Regions from separate parts of the Drosophila melanogaster genome. Here region 1 is linked to region 2. Evidence: chromatin contacts called from public Hi-C data. All regions are on one chromosome and are shown on one strand. The core of a region is the stretch at or near the end of the contact, and the rest is flanking DNA. Distances in the headings are between cores, read along the strand shown. Region 1 holds the start of CG3868. Region 2 holds the start of Pex1 (Peroxin 1).

Region 1 (4,820 bases), core at 1,928-4,427, 330 kb before region 2:
GTTTAGCGGCTGTACACAGTGTAAGGAGCTCCACATCGCCTGTGAAAATGACTCCAGTCCCCAGGTCTCAGCCGATCAACAAGCCGCCATCCGGGCCAGTCCAGATCACGAAAATCAGTCATCGGGATGACATCTTCCCGAGACCTGCGGTGCCATCTGGAGTTGTGAATATAAATCAAAACCAACTCAAGACTCAACAACAGCAGAAGACGCTGATCTTTCCGACGACCGATGAAGCGATCGCTAACCCGCAGGGATCTGGTCCACCACAAAGGAGGTCCGTGGGTAGGCCGCCCAAGAAGCTACCTATGGTGCAGCGAATAGTTGCGCCGGAAACGCAGACCAAGCCACAGTCGCCCATAAACACCAAAGTCCTGACCATTGGCAAGCCCACCAGCTCCGTCGCGAGTGGTAACATAAATAATATTGCTATCAAAAGCAACGTCGTTACTAGCATAAGCAGCAGCACCGCTACTACTAATACCATTACCAAAGGTACCAGTAACAACAGCATCAAAACTACTGAAAACGTTAATGTAATAAGCTACAGTCCGAATTCATCTAGCACCAGCAGCAGCAGCAAGGCCACCACTGGTGCCTCTGGTGCGGTGATAACTAATATACCCACAACCACCACAGCTGGAACATCCGTTCCGGTCGGAAAGAGTATAACCCAATTGAAAATGACTGAGCGAGGCACTCAAACCGGAGTCCAGAATCCTTTCTCCGATAATTACTTTCTCGAAATGATCAAGCCCCAGATGCAGGAAATGAACCCCCGTCAGAAGATGCACTTTAAGAAGAAAGTATTCCAAGCGCTGATGGAAACCTTTGATGATGCTACCGATTTCCCAACGTCTAAAGAACTGCAGCATTTTAATATAAACACTCCTTCAGGATTTGAGCACATTACAGATCCGGAACTTCGATTGGTCAGGGAGCTAGTCAGCATGGTGAGCGCGGCTAAGGTTACCCTAATTAGACCGCCAGGAGAAGCTACAGCTATAGCTACAGCTTCCCGCAGTGGAATTGCTCCTGAGGTACAGCGAGGACCCCGAACAAATATGACACGCCAAGTCATTCAGAGGGTATACAAGCCAGGCACTGGACAAGAGATCGCCCCCACCAGCCCGGCGGGTGGACTAGATAAGAGGTTGTTCAGGTTAGCGGCTATGGGTGGTAAACCGAATGGCAACTTGAGTGCCACTCAGGAAATTTTGCGCAAGGATAGTGTTGACAGTAACCATAGTGTGGTCAAGGTGGCCAACCACGCCCCAACAGGCAGTCCCAAAGGAGCTGCTGTAGTGGCTGCTATAAGGCCGCAGGGTTCATTGATCAACAGTTTCTTTGGACAAGGCAATGGACCGACGACGGCCAAGGGAGCTGCCTCCGAGAATATCCGCGCCATGTCCAGGAGGTATTCCGTGTGCGGTAGCAGCAATCCACCCAATGCCCAAAACGCTAGCCAAGGTTCCGCCAATGGCAGCACCATAAACTCCAATGCTAGCGCTATGGAAGCGTCTATGCTTAAGCGGCGATTGATAGCAGCTGGGCATGGAATGGTGCCACCTACCCAACGCCCTCGGTATTCTGCCGTAGGTGCTAGTCAAATGACCACTGCATCGCAAGGCAGCAGTTTACTAGTGAGGAAGTCTGTGGGCTGCGTTCCTGCTTACCAAAAGCAAATCTCACCCACTGGCGGTGCCTCCCTGCTTCAGAAAACTCCGCAGATTGCCAGTGTGCAAGGATCTGCCTTCAATGACTTTGCCCAGCCCAAGCCCGCTGCAACGGCCTCTGTAAACGGCGAAGAAAGTTCGCCTACCTCGGCGCTGAAGCGCAGCTTGGTGGTGGCTAATACCAAAACCTCCTTTCAGGACCTTCTTCAGCAGGCCAGTCAGACGGTGCAGAGAAATAAAATTGAATCCTCGGAGACAGCAGCCACTATTGCTGCGGATGATTTTTCGCTGGACAACCTTAAGCGAGAGCCAGTGGATCCCGCGGAGGATCACAATGACATACTCGGTGTTTAAGACCAGGCCAAAGAAATTTCCGAGTATTGATTAAAGAGTAAAGAATTAAGACAGATTCATTAAATCGTAAATAACACGTTGAAAAATTGTTAAGCTATCTAATGCACTTATAATGTTGCGTTAAACATTTTTTATAGTTCCCTATAATTTTAAGAATTTCGAATTTTTTTTTTTTGGAAAAAGTTTTTAACTTTTTCTATTTTGTTCATAATTTTTTAGACGATAGAAAACCGACAGTTTTGTTCAAAATTTGCACAAGAAAAATGATTAATGAGAAATCGAATCTTAACTTTATTTCACATTTTCTAGTTATATATATCGAATAAAAATTGCCCTTATAAGTTAAACAAAAAGGACAACTGAAAAAATATTTAAATATGTTTTTATGGAAATATATTTCTATACATAGTTAGGTCAAAGTCACTAGAATATTATTCTAATGTCTTTGGTTAGGTAGTGAAATATATTGCAGTACATTTATGCGAAACAACCATCACGAAAATTTGAAAATTAGTTTGGTTGGTGAACCAAACTGGAGGGTGGGTGCTCCAGACGTTGTTCTAGCAGAGACATAAGTAAAATTATGAAAATTAATTAATTCTAATAATTATGACAATATCTTTGGTTCGGGTACCGATTCTGGAGTATTTCCAAAGCTTCAGAGTATTTAGATACTGATCAATAATATTAAATTGTTTTTATCAATACATCAGTGAGTCGGTGGAATTAACAGTTCCAAAGCACACAAACTGATGCAATTACCACTATCAGGATATATACGTGGACCTAACTACGAAGTAACACATCATCGATAACAGAAGATTAGATATGAAAACGCTGACGCAGCTAAGAAAAGCCTAAACATAACAATTCAGTAATAACATAAAACCTTCTTGTATTTATAAATAGAATAAAAAAATAAATTTGCAAATTTGATCAAACGTAATTCCAACGTTATTGAAATACTTCCCGTTTTGGGTGAACCACCGGTAAAGATTTACAAGGTACCAGTACCATTCAATATGCTGTTCTTTTTGCACATTTGGCTGGGAATCTAATCTGGAGAGGTCTACCGCGAATGGGCCGTAAATAAGGGAGTCAGTGCCCAGATAAGGCAGCTATATAACCTCTCTTCAAGTGGCCGCGAGGTTCAGTCGAATTCGAGACATCACCATGAAACTCTTTGCCATTTGTGCCCTCCTCATCCTTCCGCTGGTAAGCGGTGGAATCGTGCCACGCACACCTACTAGGCACTTTGTGGCCTACGAGATCCATTCTACCCATAATCTCCCCCAGATGGAAGGTAAGAGACAGTATTAGTTATACCAGATGGTACAATTCGCTGGATGGATTACGCTTAGCATTTGGATAGAACGACTTGCACAGAAATACATACGCATTTCTTATTAAAAACAAAAACAAGGTGTCTTTGGAAATTTGAAATTTTTAACATATCAAGACTAATCACCAGCTGTCTAGACAAGGTAATCAACTAAATTCGAAAGCTACTCGTAAATCATTATAATCGCTAAAAAGTATAGAAGTATGAACATGTCCGTCTGACCGTCCGTCCGTGTGTCTGACTTATGAATCTCGGACTGAGTTTATTTACTAAAATTTCCCTGCCAACTCTACTCGGTCTTGCCCATTCTATCGAAATGCCACAAAGTGTTTTGAATTCTTCCTGTTTGAGTAAAGGGTATCTGATAGTCGTTCTATCTAGTTGCAAAATGAACAGTAAGTAATCCAATTACAAAAATTATTTTTTGTTGTATCCGCTTAGCCATCGTCCAGAAGATGCAGATCCTATTCCAGAACATGATTCCGGATATGTCCGTGTTGGCCGACGCTGTCGCCGTACCCGACATGTCCGTTCAGTCGGATGCGGGTGTGCTGCCGGATATGTCGGTGGCCACTGACGCCGATGAGACCCCCAGGAGGCGCTCCGCAGAGTTAAAGGTCGCTCCGATCGCCAAGATCGCCGCTCCCATGATCGCTAAGATCCCCGATATGTCTGTCCAGGCTGACGCCGGCTTAATCCCCGACATTTCCGTGGCTTCCGATGCTGATGAAACTCCCAAGCGCGCTTCCTTTGGTCTAAAGAAGCCCCTGCTAGACAGAATTGCCGGTGCCATTGCTAAGATGGATGCCGATCTGATTCCCGATATGTCCGTGGCCACCGATGGTGCTGACACCCCCAAGCAGGCTGTTTCCGGTGACAAAGCTCTCCCAAAAATGACCAAGGTCTCTGGTGGCGAGCCAGTGGAGATTAAGACCCATGCCGACGCCGATCAAATTCCCGACATGTCCGTTGCCTCCGATGCTGATGATACCCCAAGGAAGGTTGCAGCTAGCCTCAAGACCCTGCCCAAAATGACCAAGGTCTCTGGAGGCAAGCCAGTGGAGATCATGACCCATGCCGATGACGGTCTTATTCCCGACATGTCCGTTGCTTCAGACGCCGACGTGACCCCCAAGCAGACTGTTGCCGGTCTCAAGGCCCTGCCCCAGTTGACCAAGGTTTCCGGAGCCAATCCCGTAGAGCCGATTTCCCAAGCTAATGCTGATCTGGTTCCCGATGTGTCCGTGGCTTCCGATGCTGAGGATAAGGGTAAGTAATATTGTTTTAAAAAAGTATTACCCATTTTAAATAAACTTCAATTTGGCGAAAAAATTTATTTAAAAAAGAAATAACCTAGAAAGTTACTCCTTAAAAATATATTATGTGCAATTTTTTGTCATGACTTCTGGTAATATTAAATTTCTGCTCATAACATTGATAAGGATAAA
Region 2 (4,630 bases), core at 1,860-4,359:
ACCAATATATTTGGCGAGCAACTCAGGACCCTTGACGGAAATGATGCGCAGGTTCCACGATGTGGCCAACTGAGAGACCAGATAGGTTTTACCTGTTCCTGGTGGCCCATATAGAAGTACTCCGGCCTGGTTGCGCAGTGGAGAGGCGTTAAAAATGGTTGGATACTGTAAGAAATTAATGATTTATTAAATTTTAGAAAAAAACATATATTTCGTTTAAAACTCACCCTTGATGGCCACATAAGGACCTCCTCCAGAACTCCCACAACTGACTCCAGGCCAGGCAACTCCTCGACGCGCATTTCATTGGCATCGGCATCATTGCCAGTTCTTTGATTGCTCTGAATGCCCTGCAGGCAGTACGAGTTTGTGTGCTCCAGGGACTCAATAAGCTGATCATTGGTCAGAAGAGGCTGGGTCTTGCCTGGAAAAAAGGGAATTTAACATGATAAAGTTGCTTACTAACACTACAAACTACTCACTTATGCGATAAGCATAAAATATTGCACGCTCCACGAACTGAACAAGATCACATTTCCGGTAGCCCTCCGTGAGGTTGGAGAACTTAACAAGATCCAGGTCCTTGGCCACATTGATATGGCTGCACAGCTCTCGAAGAATTATCTCTCGATCTGCTCGTTCCAAATTGGGCAGACGAGCAACAGTCTGGAAGACATGTCTTCCCCTTGGTGAGCTCAATCGCTTATTGAGGGTCTGCAACTCGTTGACGGTGGCGATTACTGCAATAGCGTTGTTGGTGGTATACTGAACAATCAACTGATACACAGTATCCGCCATGCGATTGTAGTACTCTCCATCCTGACTGGACTGCTCTCCAGCAGCGTGGGCCAGTACATCCAAGTTTTCTAGCACAACAATGGCGGGGGCATGCTGCAGGCAGCTGGTAAAAATGTTGCGAAGATCTTTTTGGATGGACTCCGTCTTGCGGCCTTTGCTTCGCGATCCGTGGAAGAACTCGAAGTGACAATAATCCGGCTTGCGTGACAGCTGGTCCAAAATGCGCTCCACAAGAACTGTTTTACCCGTTCCCGAGGCACCAGCGAGTAGGACATTGCACTGACGCATGACGGAATTGTCAGCACTGAGGCATAGATTCATTCGCAATTCCTGAACTACCTGATCCACAATCTTATCGTACTCCGGTAACTGGATGAGATCCTGAACACTTAGTGGCGATGTCGGAGGCGTCTCCTCCTTAATAATCTCGCCAACCGGACGCACCAGATCTGCTGCGTAGATCTTGGACTCCTTCAGAAACTGCGCGTCCACCACGCAATAACGAAAGTGTTCTGGTAAAATTCCAACAGTAACCAGTAAATCGTCCTCCAGCCGTACCACCTCCTCCTGGTTGAAGAGCATCGGCTTGTGCTGAGTTCTCTCTATCACAAATCGCTTAAATGCGTTCTCCATGATTTTGTAGTGCGTCTTCTTGTTGGCAAATAGCTCAATTTTTTCTACAAAGTTAACTACGGTAGTTTTAGGTCTTAGAACCACTCGTTCCAATTCCTTAATACCCAGCAACTTCATAAGATTGGCATTTAGTTCGATCGATGGATGAATGGTTTCTGGTAGATCGTCCTCAATATCGTCTTCTACTGTGCGCACTCTCACATAGTAATCCTTGTCGGCTGCGGTGTGCATGCAATAGAATAGATCTAGATCAAAGAACTCAGGCAGATGCTTTCCGTTCACAAACACATCCGACTCCTGGGCCTGCTCCCGCCATAGACCTCGAATGACACGAAATTCGAAGCTACGCGAGCTTTCGCGGCGCAAGTCCTTTTTAAGACGCTCCATGTGATCCTGACGCTTGTTACGCTGAATAGTATTTTTCACATTGGACACCGTGGAGGAATGGGTCAACGGTGTTAACTTTTCAGTCAGCTCATCCTTGACCTGGGCAGTGGTTTTACTTCTGGAGAGTTTTGTGTTTTCCTCTATAACACCATTTGAAGTTCCATTGGTCAGACCCTTGTACAGATTGGGCGCCACCACGAGTTCCGTATTGTGATCTATTCTCCCGTAGTTCATGTGCGGCTTCAGACGATCTAACAAAATGGTTTCCAAATTAATACAAACGACATTTCGTTGATGGCATATATTTACCCACTGTCAGCGCAACTTGCATCGACTTATTAATCCAAACAATAAGGATCTGCGTTGAATTCACTATGCGAGTTTGTTCCAGCACACTGCCCGATATCTTTTCAGTGCTAAGTTCCTGCAAAAACGTGTGTTTTCATATTAATAAAAGCAAGTATATGAATTAAGCCCCTTACAGAAAGGGGAAATCTGATTAAAGGTTAATTAATTGGTTAATTTAATCCAATCAATTCAGCGGGTCAATGGCAATGCCGGCCAAGCAATGGCAGTATAAATAAAGACCAAGCGCACGCCCGCGCCAAATGCTAATCCGATATAAACGGACTTGTCTATTTTTAAGCTGACCGCTGATTGCTGGCCACGCCGCCAAGCAGGCGAAACCGTCACTCACTATGATCTCCCAGTCCTTGGACGAGACGGGGGTAACGTGGACGCTGCGCAGGTTGAGAACGTCAGCGATGAGCGCACACTTGACCAGATCATTCTCGTGCAGACCTACGGCAAGAAAGGGTAAGTGGGTGCTGCTAGCGTACGAGGTACGGGGCAGATGGCCGGAGTCCAATATTACGGCACATTGGCAACCGATGCACATCCGGCCGTTAAGTAATGGCTTACCGATCTCCTTGGCCGCTCTGGCATTGATCCCAATCTCGGTGTCTTTAATGCCGCCGCCGCCCTTTTGTGGCGCCCAGGAGGCGTAATGCGTCCGACCATTGTACTGCAAGCTCAGGCAGCCCGTGTCCTAATCAGAATGGTTCACCGGATTAATCTTTGGCGTATCTAATCTGAATGGAGCGAAGACCTTTAGACACTTACATAGGTCGAAACGACGCCGTAGTACTGATCCGGCAGCAGAACAAAGTTGCTCCTGATGGGCCGATAGACCACCTTAAAAGTGCGTTTGAACATTCTCGTTGTGGGCGTGTGTGAATTTAGTACGCTCCTTCCTGGTTTAAATCATTTTCGCACTAAACTTCTGCTCTCAGCGGAATTTACTTTTGCTTTATTAGAGATGGGAGCTCGCGCATCAGCTGAGCCGATACTTGCGCAACAGGTGAGACAGCTGATTAGAGATGGCCCTTTTCAACTGTTCCCAGCAGTGACCGCTGCCATAACCGTTTTTCAAATTTACGTGAGAACAGACATAAAATAAATATTACAGCTCGTAGTAAATGTTATTCTATATTTAAAAGGAAATTGTAATAGTTAAAACTTGCAATGAATCAGTTACGTTCAAAAAAGGAAACACACTTTAGTTTTTGGCTAGTTTATTGGGTTAATAATATTTTATTTAAAATAGTTCGAGTGTTCAATATAGTCATGTAAATGTGTACAAAAGATCCGGCATTTTATATTTAATATATCGATTTCCCTTCACTTTCGCTCCTCGTATACCATGCTGGCGTCTTATCAAATTAAATAACACAATATTTAAAAACTAACAATGCAGAGCGTGCTAATCGTGTATGTTTGCATTAAAACGTTGCGAACTTATCTCCTCTTGCGCTTTTTCCTTATTTTTGCAAATTAAACAGAAAAAGATATTGAAAGGATATGTATGCATAAGGATGCCGATGGCACTTGTAAATATTTAAATACAATAAAACTGTGCTTATAGTTCAACTAAATTCGTTATTGCATTTTTTAAATATATATCTAAGTATCTAAATATCGCGAGAAGACACTATCCAAAAGAGATTACAAAAGCTTTTCAGTTTAATTTGCGTGTAATGTTCTGCTGCTTTATAGTAAACTGCTTTATATCAGTCTTCTTCAATTTGTTGTTGTTCGTGAGAATAAATTGGCATATAAATGGAATATATTTTAATATTGTTTAATATATCCTTTGTATAAAAATTTGAATAAAATTTTATAAAATGTGTGGTTCATTTAGTGTAAAATATTCTAAAAATCATTTCTTCTGGCATGCAATATTTTGGCGTTCGTTTGGACTTTCGTAGCTGGCTGTGTGCGGAGTGAAAAAATAACAACATAAATATTCGATTAAATAGAAAAATATACAAAAGTTTAATGCGTTTTACTCTCTTCTCATACAATTCAATGCTTATTTGACTTACTAATTTCATAAAATTAATTAAAATTCGGAATTACATATGTAGGCTCTCTATATTCATGCGGATTTGCCATCTCGGATGGATGCAGCAAGTATTTCGTATTTGGTTAAAACGTAAGTTTAAAAAATATAATTAAATAGCACATATATAATTTGATATATATGTAAGTATATGTATGTACACAGGGTAAGAGTTAAATCATTATTTAACAACAAAAGATTTGATAAATACACCATTCGAATTTTCAAGTTCAACTTAAGATCTAAGCTTAAGCTTAAGATCTTAAGCAATCAAATTAAAATGCGGTTTTTAAAACAAAATTTTGGCGATATAAATGTTTCTCAAAATTGTAGGCGAGATTCACAGAATGGATGTTGTGCTTGTGCTATAAAAGTTCCGTTCGGAATTGAGACTCCAGTATACGGTTATGT

Evidence for each region. A called contact is a pair of places that touch in the nucleus more often than the background predicts.
Region 1: a contact with region 2 is called in a Hi-C map of the OSC cell line, with 3 times the contacts expected there. A contact is called at or near these places in 2 of 107 Hi-C or Micro-C datasets (the ML-DmBG3-c2 cell line and the OSC cell line) and 1 of 7 datasets of targeted methods (the Kc167 cell line).

The regions. Positions count from the first base shown.
Region 1 is chr3L:14,401,082-14,405,901 of dm6, reverse strand. It overlaps CG3868, which reads left to right and starts at 3,177. Exons shown (of 3, transcript NM_140445.3): 1 at 3,177-3,333; 2 at 3,814-4,641. The coding sequence starts at 3,204. stwl (stonewall) reads left to right here. Exons shown (of 2, transcript NM_001274910.1): 2 at 1-2,972. The coding sequence ends at 2,030.
Region 2 is chr3L:14,070,371-14,075,000 of dm6, reverse strand. Pex1 (Peroxin 1) reads right to left here and starts at 3,109. Exons shown (of 9, transcript NM_143759.3): 1 at 2,941-3,109; 2 at 2,740-2,866; 3 at 2,516-2,619; 4 at 2,128-2,242; 5 at 483-2,069; 6 at 228-424; 7 at 1-165. The coding sequence starts at 3,033. Frl (Formin-like) reads right to left here. Exons shown (of 9, transcript NM_001144476.3): 9 at 3,418-4,630.